Linked DNA regions of Rattus norvegicus: regions 1 and 3 are each linked to region 2. A link is a contact called in public Hi-C data. All regions are on one chromosome and are shown on one strand. Each heading gives the region's core, a stretch centred on a gene start, on an enhancer-like site or on the middle of the called end of the contact. The rest is flanking DNA. Distances are from core to core; before and after follow the strand shown.

Region 1 (4,040 bases), core at 418-2,917, 330 kb after region 2:
GAGAAGGCCTGGCTGGCTTCTTCTCCCGCCAGGGCCCAGCTGCTGGAGGACCGGTCTGACAAGTTCAAGACTGGATCAGGACTGTTTACCTCAACCGTACGGCCTATCGGCGGCGCCGTCTTTGTTTAAACTGACCAACCCAAACTGGGGGCTGAACAGTTTGTCCGCCTCGCACCCCCGCCCCTCCAAAGACCCATAAACCCCACCCTACCCACCCCACCCCACCCCCACTCTGGAAGGAAAGCAGCATTTTCCCCCTCTGCTGTCAGTGCTGTCAGAGACATTCCGCTGTTTCGTGTTTTACTTGGGGTCTTTCCTGGCTTTTTTTGTTTGTTTTTCGATGCAGGGGTTCTCTTGTGTTGGCCTGGCTGTACTCGAACTCACCGAGATCCTCCTGCCTCTGCTTCCGTAGTGCTAGGATTAAACGTGTGTGCCCCAACGCCCGGCTTTTTCCTGCCTTAAATCTTTGTTTCTAAGACTTCCCTAAATTTTCGAAGAAATTGGTTTTATCAACACTATTCTTTTTTTTTTTTTTTTTTTTTGGTTCTTTTTTTTTCGGAGCTGGGGACCGAACCCAGGGCCTTGCGCTTCCTAGGCAAGCGCTCTACCACTGAGCTAAATCCCCAACCCCAACACTATTCTTTAATAGAATTAACATTTTATGAATCTGAAAGGGAGCAGGTAGAGTTTGAGGGAAGAAAGTGGGGAATTGGTGTAATTCTATATAATCTCAAAAAATAAAATAATTAAAATATATAATAATCAAAACAAGCACTTTAATTAAAAAAAAAAAAAAGTAGTATTCCGGGCTGGAGATGGCTCAGCGGTTAAGAGAATTTGGGGGCTGGGGATTTAGCTCAGTGGTAGAGCGCTTACCTAGGAAGCGCAAGGCCCTGGGTTCGGTCCCCAGCTCCGAAAAAAAGAACAAAAAAAAAAAAAAAAAAAAAAAAAAGAGAATTTGGTCCTCTGGTCGTGTTTCTGAACCTGTGTTAATCACCTATGAACATCGGGAAACAGGCGTTTACATTATGATTCATAACAAAAGCAAACTACAGTTATGAAGTAGCAACGAAAATAATTGTATGGTGTGTGTGTCACCACAAGGGTCGCAGCACAAGGAAGGTTGAGAATCACTGTTCTAGTAGATGACCAGGGTTCCATTCCGAGCACTCACATGGTGGCTCTTAGCCATCCATAACTCCTGCTCCTCTGGATCCGAAGCCCTCTTCTGACTAATGCGGGGACCGGGCATGCACGTGGTGCACATTCAGGCAGGCAAAAGCTCGTACACATAAATAATCATTTTAAAAGCTTGAAAAGGTGTTGCAAAGTAAACTGCCAGACGCTGCGCTAAGACAAGTATTCCCTATTGTCTTCCCTCCAGGAAGTTCTCGGTTTGCCTTGGAATCCCTTTCGGCTTTCACGTCCAGTCTCGTCCCGCTGTCGGCCACAGCTGGTCCTTCCAGGGTACTGGAGTCTCTGCCTTAGCCCGGGCGGCGCGCACCTGGAGAGGGGGTGGGGCGGATGACTCACCGGGGGCGAGCGGGCGAGCGGGCGGGCCGAGGTGAGGGCGGGGAGGGCCGAGGGGCGTGGCCGCAGGTCGGCAGGTCCGCAGGTCGGGTCCCGCCTCGCCGCGCGCAGAGCGCTCAGTCGGTCGGCCGCCGTGCAGCGCGACTGTCCCTGGAGCCGTCCCGCGCCTCAGACCCGCGAGTCCCCGCCGCTCCGCGCGCAGTATGGCGCCCCCCAAGGCCCTCGCGTTCGGGCTCCTGCTCGCGGTGGTCACGGCGACGCTGGCCGCAGCTCAGAAAGGTGAGGCGTGGACCTGGGGCGGAGGTGTGGGGTCGTGTCGGGCTGGTGATGGGGATCGGACGGCCGGGCTGTGCTCTCTGGCCCCGAGACCCGACGGTGTGGGTGGGACGCGCGCTGGGATGAGGCGGCGGTGTGCTGTGCCAGGTGGGAGCGTGGGACCGGGGTGGCTGAGCGGCCACCGCCCGGGGTTGGGCGGCTCCGACTTGGCGTTCCAAGTCCCAAAGCTTGGGCCTTGGTCGCTGCGACTTGTCGGTCAGTCCCCCCTCCCTCCGTACCTGCCCTGGTCCCCGGATGTGGGCCCCGGGAGGGGACAGGTAGCTCCCGGGAGGCCGCTATGCACCTGCGCGACGGAGGCGGGCCTCCTGGGGCTTACGGGCCGGAGGTGTGTTTTCCCTTTCCTGAGAATCATGACTAATGCAGTGTTTATTGTAGGGAGGACAGATTCAAAGATAAACTGTAAGGGCCTTTCTAAAAATCGCATAATCTTACCACTCTTAAGAATTCCCTGATTAAAAAAGTGTGCATATTTGTGTTTTGGAATACAGGTAGATTTATATAGCCATTTTTCCATTTCACAAGGGAAGTTTTCTACTTCCTCTAGACTTTTATTTTTAAAACTGTTTGCACGGAGTCGGACAACTTGTGGGAGTCAGTTCTGGGGATTAAACTCGTGGGCCTTTATCCCTAGAGTCACCGGGTTGTCCTCGGTTCCTATAGTCTTTAAGAACGAGTCTTAAACAGTGATTGGACGCTCTGTAGAGAGTACGTGGAGTTCGGTCTTAGTTGTTCTTACTGTAGAGTTTGCTCCGGCTTTTGATTTATTTCTAAGATGGTGTCTGGAAGTGGAGAGTTGAACAAAGCAGCCTGGAGAGAATTTCTTTTCCTTTTGTTTCTTCCATAATTTTTAAGTTAAATGTAATTTAGTTTTGTTTTCTGGGGAGGATTTTATTGTCTACTAGGAGACATGGCCCATATTCATTAATTAGACTTTCAGTAATACAGTTTAATCAAGTTATATATTTCTGATTTCTTGGGCTAAATTGAGGGCTGGGATGTAGAGTGCTTGCTTAGCAACCCTGGGTGTGGTCCCCTAGTGCCTGATAAACAAGGTACCTATAACCCCAGACCTTGGGAAGTGGAACTGGAGGATTAGCAACTCAAGGTCATCGTGATTTGGTGTGGCAATTGAGGCCAGCCTGGGCTAAAGGAGCCCTGTTTAATGAGGAAAAGCTCTAGTAGATGCCTACCGGGCCCCAGTCGGGCACTCCTTACGAAAGCTGGGTGAGGAAGGGATCCGAGGGGAAGGACCCCTTGCAGAATTGGAGTTGTTGACTTTTTTTGGGGGGTGGGGAGATAAAATTACTTGTAGACAAGTGTGTAATTGTAGATAAAGAGGGAGACCTTGGGAAGTGAGGGGAGCAGGGAGGTGTGAGCTTCAGTCTGTAAACCCAGCACCAGCACTTGGGAAGCCGAGGCAGTGAGCCTGGGCTTTAAAATCCAGAAAGGGAAGGAAGGAAGAACGGACAGAGGGAAGGAAGGGACTCAGAAGAAAGAAAGGGAAAAGCTTTTCTTCACCTTTTTTTTTTGTTTTTTAAAAAACAAACAAACAAACAAAAACAAACAAACAAACAAAAAAAAACCCGACAGGGCCATTGCTGGCTCCTTGGCTAAAGTTACCCCTGAGTTAAATTCCCAAGGCCCAGAGGCAGAAGGGGAGAACGCACTCTCAAGTTGGCCTCTGACTGACATTTGAACTGTGTGTATGTGCATACACAAAATGTATAGATAAATAAGTGCACAGCGTCAATGGATAAACGTTAGCTTTAAAAGGAAAGGCCAGCGGTTCAGCAGCAAGGCTGAGAAGATCTTTAGAGGGCTGGCTTTAAAGCTTTGTTTCTGGCTGGGCTGGTGGTGCACTCTGTCTGAAGATCTGGCAGGTAGATCTCTGGTTGAAGGAGGCTTGGTCTACAGAGGTCCAGGCCAGCCAGGGATAGTTATGTACATAGCTGCATGTCTGTGATTCTAGCCCTTAGGATTGTGAGCGTGAGGTTAACCTGGATTACATAGCAAGGCCCTGCTTTAAAAAATAATTAAAAATTAAAAACAAAGCCAGCAACAACAGCAAAATTGTCTGTGAGTAGTGATCACCACCTCTAAGCCAGCACCGAGGAGACCAAGGATGAAGAATCCCTAGTTTGGGGCCAGAGAAATGGTTCAGTGACTGAAGGTAC
Region 2 (3,694 bases), core at 963-3,462:
TGTCAGGTTCTGTTGAGTGCCACACTGGACCATGTGCTTTGTAGATCCGACTCTGGGTCATGTGACCCTGCTTCACTCCCGAGGGACAGGAGCTTGAAGCAGTAGAGTTGTTGGTTCAACCCCACCCACCAAGACTCCGATACAGGTCTGAGTACCCTTCAGCCCCAGCCCTCTGTGAGGTTCGGGGTGTGCAAAGGCATCCCGACCTGTGAGGAGTGTTGAAAGGACTGTGTCCTGGGTTGGTATTCAGCGCCTGTGAATGGACCCTCAGTGCTCTAACTTGGTTCTTTTCATCCTCCGTCCTCCCTACTGTACCCCGGCTCCCTGTTTACTCCCATCTCATTCTGCATATTCAAGCAAGATAAATGCGTGTGAGGGTATGTATACAGGGTACCCCCAGCAGGTAGAGGTGTTAACTTGTCCACACTCCCTCTGAAGGGGCAAGTCAGTTCCGGTGCATTTTCGTTCCGTGTAACAGGGCTGGCTCCCCTCCCTCCATCCCTTTTGCCTTGAAGCACACAGTTCATTCCCAGAAGCCAAGAGACTGGCCCCACCCTAGCCAAGGCTCATAAAGAGGAATGGAAATTAATCATCATTTCTTGTCAAGTAAACAGCCCCGGCGTGAGTAGAAGTCCCCAAGACACATGGCAGTTACTCAGCCTCTGTTGTTTCCTATGGCCCCATGCCCACCAGCCATGGCCTCTGAATTTACAGACTTCTTCCAAGCAGAAGCCATGGTGCTCTGGGCGCACCTGGGTTACAAATTATTTCTTAGAACCCTTTCTCATACTAGTAGCTACTGTGAACTCTGCACGACAGGCAGAGGGTGTTGCCCTCTGTGTACTCTGTGAAGGAGGAACGGGTACACTCTTCATTTACTAAGAAAAGAGGAGGAAAGGAATTTGTCTGAAGTCACGAGCCATTGGGAGGTGGAGCCTTGGAAGCTGGCTTGTACCTGAGTCCATTCAAGCCCTCCACCTAAAGTTTTGATCGTTAATGCAATCCCAGCCCAGCATACCCTGCCCACAGGAGGTCAGCATCAGTGATCCGAGTGTCACATATTATTGTCCTTTGGCCAAAGTTGTATGCTCCTTGGGGAATCAGACTCTAATATTGTTCTTAAACAAATGTGTTAGTCTCCTTAGCCCCAATTTCTTTTAAAGCTGTTTTTGTTTTGGGCACTGTCTCAGCCATGGTAAGTTTTATCAATATCTCTGGCCTTTACATGCCAGAAGCACCCCACCAAGAACGGCAGCCAGAGTCACATCCACAGGCATTGGTGAAGCTGAGGTGGGAAGCAGGCAGCCTCGAGTTGAGAGCCGTTGTCTTAGCCTGAGGTGAAGACGTTCTAGGGTAGAGAGGTAGCTGCATTGGTTATGGCCCTGCACGACTGAGTTCTGGGGGTCTTTGGGAAAGGAAAGGCTTTTCATTGTTCAGGCGGCTTCCCACCAGTGGCCAGAGACCGCCCAGCAGTTCATTCCCTAAGAGCCCAGCACCCTCTGTGCATTCCTGCTCTATGATTGGACCTGTGAACAGGTTAGGCAGGGCCAAAGAGGCAGGGAATGGGCTGCTGCCTGGGGTGCGGCGGACTCCAGAGGTGACTGAAGGGTGTGGGGTTGGAGCCCAGAGGTGGTGCTGCTCTGGGTCCAAGGGTTCCTTTAGGAGTCTTGGCCTGGTCCTGGGGTTGGAGCCTCTGCTGAGAATGGGGTGGAGACAAACCTCACAGAGCACTCACCTACCCCCCCCCCCAACTCTGCCTTTGCTGTCCCCTGCTCAGTCGGGTCTTGTCCACTGTGCACAGGAGGCGGCATTCGCTCGATCCTCACAGCTTCCCTCACACTCTGATCTTCAAAAGCCTACGCCCCTTTCGTGCCGGCCAAGTCTGGTGCCCAGTTACTCATACGTCTGAACAACTCTCACTTTTTCCAAGGGCCTTGCCCTGTTGACTTAGCAGCTGATTCCCTCCAGATGATCCTGTCTTTTGTGCTCTGGTAATAGTGTTGCTAACTAACTAACGGAGCCCAATTAGAACGCCCGAGCATAAAAAGCATCCTGTGAACAGGATTGGGGCCAGAAAGCCTGGGGCCGTCACTTCCCGTCTGCGCCACTAGAGGGCAGGGCTGGATTCCACTTGGAGTCCCGCCCCAGGCAGTTCTTTGGTTCCTGAGCCTCCGGGAGGGGGCGCATTACTGACCTAGAGTCCTGCCTGCGGAGAAGCCTCGGGAAGGAGCGTGGGCCAGCACTGAGCAGCTCCTGAGGTGTGGCAACAGGGGACTGGGAGGGGACAAGGCAACACCACGTGAGCTGAGAAAGCTGGCAGTCCTATCTCTAACCACACAGGACCGAGGGCCCTCAGGCACCTGCCAAAAACAGGAACCAGAGCAACTCTGCTGCGACACCCATCGCGGGCAAGGGGACATTTCTCTCTGGGTTCTTGTTCCCCTTCCTTCTGCCTAGAGCTGGCAGAACCCATTTTCTGCTCAGGTTGGAGTGAGGTTGAGCCAGGTGGTCTGTGTGCTTTGTAATGCGCTGCTTTCATTCCTAAGACAAGTTCTTTACATTGCGCCCAAATGAGAGAACAGAGGGCTTTCCAAGGGAGTCACTTCACTGCCACCCTGGCTAGGGGCTCCGTTAGTTCGGTAATCAATAGATCAATCAATCAGTCAATCAATCAAACCCCTAACCCCAAGTTGCCCTGACTTGTCTGTCAGGAGCTCACTCCAGTGTGAAGTGTGACTTTAGATGATTGGCAGTCCTGTCTTGTTTTCAGTGCATGTGTCTGCAGGCCTGGGGGAGGGGACAGGGTTGCTCTCACTGGGTTCAGAGACCTGGAAGACTCACCAGCAAAGCTTGTGCTGTCTCTCAGCTTTCTGTGTCTGCTCTGGGGGGACAGGAAGACCTCCCTCAGGGCACAGCCTGTATTTGTTTGTGCCCACTTCCTGAACTTTCCCCGACCTGTTGGAAAAGAAAGTCCGATGTTTGCGTGAACTCTGTGTCTGACGACCTCTGTCTTCCATGCTCAGCTTGACTCAAGGTGGAAGTTTGTGGGTTTTGAGGCAGACGATTTGGGTCTGTGTTGAAAACGAGCAGCGGGATAACCGTTGAACTTCCCCTGACCTTGTCCTCTGGTAGCTGGGACCTGCCACATTGCCACACTATCCTGGGTACTTGACCCGAAGTCTCTTGTGGACTGTGCCAGCCCTCAAATGGGAACTTCTGATGAGGGTTGTTTGTACAACCTCTCAGTGATCAGTTCTTACTAATATATCATTTTATTTCCAATCATGTTCTCATCGTTGAGCACCTACTGTGTGCAAAGCGCTTTTGCTTCCGATGAGTTCCCAGGAAATGAGGCAAGCAGCAGGAAGCAGATGCCTTCTACACAGCCAAGGGTGGGTGCGAGTCACTCATACAGCCTCTCCCTTTGCTCCACAATGACTGCAGTTACCCACAGTGCAGCTGGCCGGGTACGTGCAGAAAGAAAGCACTTGGTCATGGCATGGTGAACTGGGGTGAGCGCACAGTGAGGAGACAGGTGTGTCTCCAGGGTCTCAGAGTCGAGAGTGCTGGTGTCAGCCTCTTGGCCTTGGGTAGGCGACACCCAGAAAGACAGGCATCTTCCAGGTTTCAGTTCTCTATTAGAAGGGGTTGGGTGGGGGTATTTTATTTAGTTACATTTGCTGGTGTTGGGGGG
Region 3 (3,972 bases), core at 911-3,410, 350 kb before region 2:
CGTGGTAGGCTGAAGATATTACAAACACACCCAGCAACTGGAATCCCGGCTTACAGCATAGCTCACAGGAGCATCGGTGGTCAGCCCCACCCTCCCGCCTCCTCCCTCCACATGCTCTGCCAGCATCATGAAAAAGCTCCGTACTGCCTCTCACCAGCCTGGGGAAGCTCAGCATTCCGAATCCAAGTGCACTTCTGAATGTACACTGCTCCCTCAACATTCTAAATTCAGAAGATCCGAAGCCAAGCTGTCGTAAGAGGACTGTGTGGCCCAGGCTTAATTCAGCCTTAGCCTCCCAAATGCTGGGATGAACAAGGCATGCACCCCCATGTCTGGCTGGTCTTGTACAGTTTCTTAAAGTTCTTTGCCCTACAGACTCTGCCTCTTTAAGTTACTTTTCTCATTTCTGCCTTCCCCACACCCCCTCACCCCCAGTTTCTAAGGACCCCAGTTTCTCCCGACCTTTCTGGCCATCTGTGCCCACGCAGACCCAACAGCGGAGACTGTCAGACTGTTCTGCACCTCAGCTTACCGTGATTAGCAGGCCAGCCTCTCCAACAGTATCACTGGATGATACCGTTGACTGTAACAAGCACTTCTCACTTCTCTGGAGGTTAGTATGGAGGCAAAGAGCCTCAGTGGTCAGTGTTCAGGCACTGGCTCCTCCTGCCCTGGGTCCAGTGCCCACCTCGAGCTGTGTGTGGTGAAAATCTGTGTCCCCATCTCTGGAGCTGGCACCTCGAGGTTTTGGCCATAGTGTGGGAGAGCAATACTCCTCCACCAGTAGTATGCATAGAGGTTGTGCTTCAGGGCCAGGAAGTCACGTGACTGGTTTGTCCGTCATTCAGCCAGTGTGCTTTAAGTCAGCTTTCCAGTGCACTTCCAGAGGTGTCATAAGGTTGTGAGCCAGTTAGCATTAAAGTGTATGCCAAACTTGTCCCCATATGTACTTAATGTCATTGAAGTTTTTCCAGAAGTGACAGGTCTATTACCACTTGTTCCTCCACCCACTCAAAGTTGCATCCTTTGATACCTCCCTTCACTATCTTTGGGGATCACACCATTTCCCCCAAAATATTGGTAATGTAGTTTTAGAGGGGAAAGTTAAGGATCAAAATTAGATGTTTTATTTGTTGACATTTCCGAGAAACTTCAACTCCATATATTCTTACAGTTTTATCACCTTCCTAATGTTCACAGGCACTCATATACCTGTCTGTCTGTCTGTCTGTCTGTCTGTCTGTCTGTCTATCTATCTATCATCTATCTATCTATTTAGTTTGTGGTACCTGGGATTGAACCAAGGCCTTCACAAATGTTAGGCAAGTTCTCTAATTAGATTTTTGACCTACAAATTCAGTCCTCTTAACAGAAGTGGTGAGGACAGAGGCAAAATCAGAGAATGAACAGAAAGACAGGGACAGACAGAGGTAGGGGGTTCATGGGGATGTGAGAGGTTAACCTGGTGAAGTTCTACAGTTGCATGTGTGAGAGAATGTGCTTGCTATAGTTATTCCTTTTCCCTAAGTGTTTTACATTTCAAATGAACAGCTCACCCTGATCCCAGCACCAAGTCTGCCTTTCCATCAGGCATCTGGCTTCTAACAAAAGCATCCAGGCTTCTTCATCCAATATTTATAAATATTACAGGACACTGTCTATTGGCCAGTGACTAATACACTTTCACAAAAGTCTGCTGCGAACCTTCAAAGAGATCCTAATTTTCCCAAAGAATTTATAATCTTTCTGCATTGATGTACTCGTTCAGAATCAGGCATGAGGGTATCACAAACCACTGGCATGTTAACTATTCTGACAGACATTGTACTGGAACAAAGTCACAGACGTTTACTGGCTGCTTTCTTGTAAGAGGACAGGATCACAAAGCCTAAAACATTTACTACTTGTTCCTTAAAATAAGTTTGTTGTTGCAAGCTTTATCCTAGTTAGAAATGATCAATACATTTGAGAAGCTGAGTTGACAGAAAGGGTTAATGATTGCCCAGCATTGGCTTAACATTCTCCCAGACTATCCCTGATATTTTTTAATTCCTTATGAATTACTGTTAGGACCAGAAGCCTCTCAGACCTCTCTGAAGATTATCTTACTGGCATGAGTTAAAGCACTTATCATACACTGATGAACTAAACCACCAGTAACTTGATCCACATGACCGTCAGCAGCGAGCGCAAATGCACTCACTCTGGTTATTTACTCAAGGATTATACTTTCTTGCTCCGTTCACTCAGAATGTAATTATTTCCTGTGTGATCTAGACTTTATGGGCTTTCTCCAAATTCAGCCCTCTGATTCGCTTCCATGATGTGAAGCTGGCCTTGGGGTGACGGTGGGGTTCCCCAGGCAGGCAGGTCTCCTTCCTTTTCACAGCTGCAGAAAACAGCTCTTTCTCCCATCCAGGGGGCCAGAGAGACGCCCGCCGACAACTCAGGCAGTTCCTATTTTATAAAATGAATTCTAACTCGGTTTCTCTGCAGATTATTTGCAACCAACCTGTGTTTTAAGGAGTTTGCCCCACACTCAGACAAGTGTTCAGCTAAGGCAGCCCACTTGGACAACTTTACCCAAAGGTTTAATGATAGATACAATTACACTGCTCAGAAAAGGTCTGCTCCAGCGCTCCAGTGCCTCATACATGCTTACCGACTCCTTGCCTGAGATACAGACCCTGTAAGGAAGGCACTGCTTCCTCCCCACCCCCGAGGAACAAGGGAGAGGAGAACCTGTGCGTTTTGCATTTAGAAGAACCCTCCATGGCTCTTGATTCCCTCAGCACATGGTGATAATCGGGGTGGGGTGTGCTGGAGTCTTCTTGCCTAGGCATGAAGCAGCTCCCTCTTTTGTTCATGGCCACCAACTCTGAAACATCAATCCCACCACAGCTTGGGGTGAGTCAGAGCATCTCTCGGTTCCTCTCCTACTAAAGAAGCAGTCTACCCGCAGCTGGCCCTGAGCCTCTCAACTCTCTCTCAAGTTTCCACCTGTTCAACCTTCTTTGCCCACACAGAAAGCTTTCTTTGACACCCGAAGATCTTGCCATGTATCCTGTCTCTCCGTGCCCTACAGCCCGCATCCGCCCCCCATATTAAGATTACTCCATTTTAATTTATGAAAGGTCTTCCACCCCTGCAACTGAACTAAGACTCAGACACCCAAATATAGCACATTTGTCGTTCAACAGGCCCCTAAAGTCACCAGGATGAAGACAGACCTAGCCATTCCCACTTCATAGCTCCAACAGAAAGTCAGTGGCTTTTAATGAAGTTTCAAATGAATTAATGGCTTAAGATAGTTTGTTTCTTGTTAGGGTAGAAATGACTTAAATCAGAGGCAGCCGAGTTTCCAAGAGTCTGAGGGTTAGGGGAGTTTCCAGAGAGGGAGGGAGGGAGGCACAAGACGGAGGGAGGCGCAAGTCCACGAGACCTTAAATAGAAAGTCTCAAGGGGCAGCCACTGCAGAGTAACTGCTGTTTCTTCCCCCAATTTCCTGCCAAGACTTCGGCTGAGGATCTGCCACCAACAGCTTCTATCATTCACCAGTCCTGAGAAAATATTCATATTTTACTGCTGTGGCCAAAAGCCCAGGCACTGAGTTCTGAACGCCTACTCCCCTTTATTAAAAAAAAAAAAAAAAAAGGCAAGATTTTGAAGACAATGTATCTGATGCTGGGGGAAGGGGTCCTATTTTAGTTATTATCAAATATGTTCACTTTTTGATTAGTATCTAATTTCATCTGAGGCTGCTTGGCTGAGGTGCCGCCACCCCTGGATCCAGAAACCTCTGCTGATCTGTATATGTGGCACGGTGACAGACGTCCCTTTCATCATGTTCCTCCCTGGCTGTTGTTCTCCCCGGGTAGCCTAGTTTGTTCTCTGAGCCCAGAGAAGACATAACAGCAAGAAACAGAGAAACAAACAAACAAAAGTCTTCCTTGCTGTGGTTTTAGAAGCTTG

The links. Hi-C and Micro-C count contacts between places; a contact is called where the count stands out from the background.
Region 1: a contact with region 2 is called in a Hi-C map of mammary epithelial cells, with 3 times the contacts expected there. The contact joins the promoter of Epcam here to the enhancer-like site in region 2. A contact is called at or near these places in 2 of 12 Hi-C or Micro-C datasets (the A7r5 cell line and mammary epithelial cells).
Region 3: a contact with region 2 is called in a Hi-C map of the A7r5 cell line, with 2.3 times the contacts expected there. The contact joins two enhancer-like sites. A contact is called at or near these places in 2 of 12 Hi-C or Micro-C datasets (the A7r5 cell line and Schwann cells).

What each region holds. Positions count from the first base shown.
Region 1 is chr6:12,647,305-12,651,344 of GRCr8, reverse strand. It overlaps Epcam (epithelial cell adhesion molecule), which reads left to right and starts at 1,667. Exons shown (of 9, transcript NM_138541.2): 1 at 1,667-1,809. The coding sequence starts at 1,734.
Region 2 is chr6:12,981,314-12,985,007 of GRCr8, reverse strand. The region is part of intron 5 of Ttc7a (tetratricopeptide repeat domain 7A); the gene reads left to right. Among named protein-coding and RNA genes, the nearest start is that of Ttc7a, 32 kb to the left of the region's middle. Within about 2 kb of position 2,212, at least 45 of the 93 cell types and tissues checked have an H3K27ac peak or open chromatin away from gene starts, as enhancers often do. A contact at or near this core is called in the A7r5 cell line, where this site is marked.
Region 3 is chr6:13,328,054-13,332,025 of GRCr8, reverse strand. No RefSeq gene overlaps it. Among named protein-coding and RNA genes, the nearest start is that of Cript, 13 kb to the left of the region's middle. Within about 2 kb of position 2,160, at least 6 of the 93 cell types and tissues checked have an H3K27ac peak or open chromatin away from gene starts, as enhancers often do. A contact at or near this core is called in the A7r5 cell line, where this site is marked.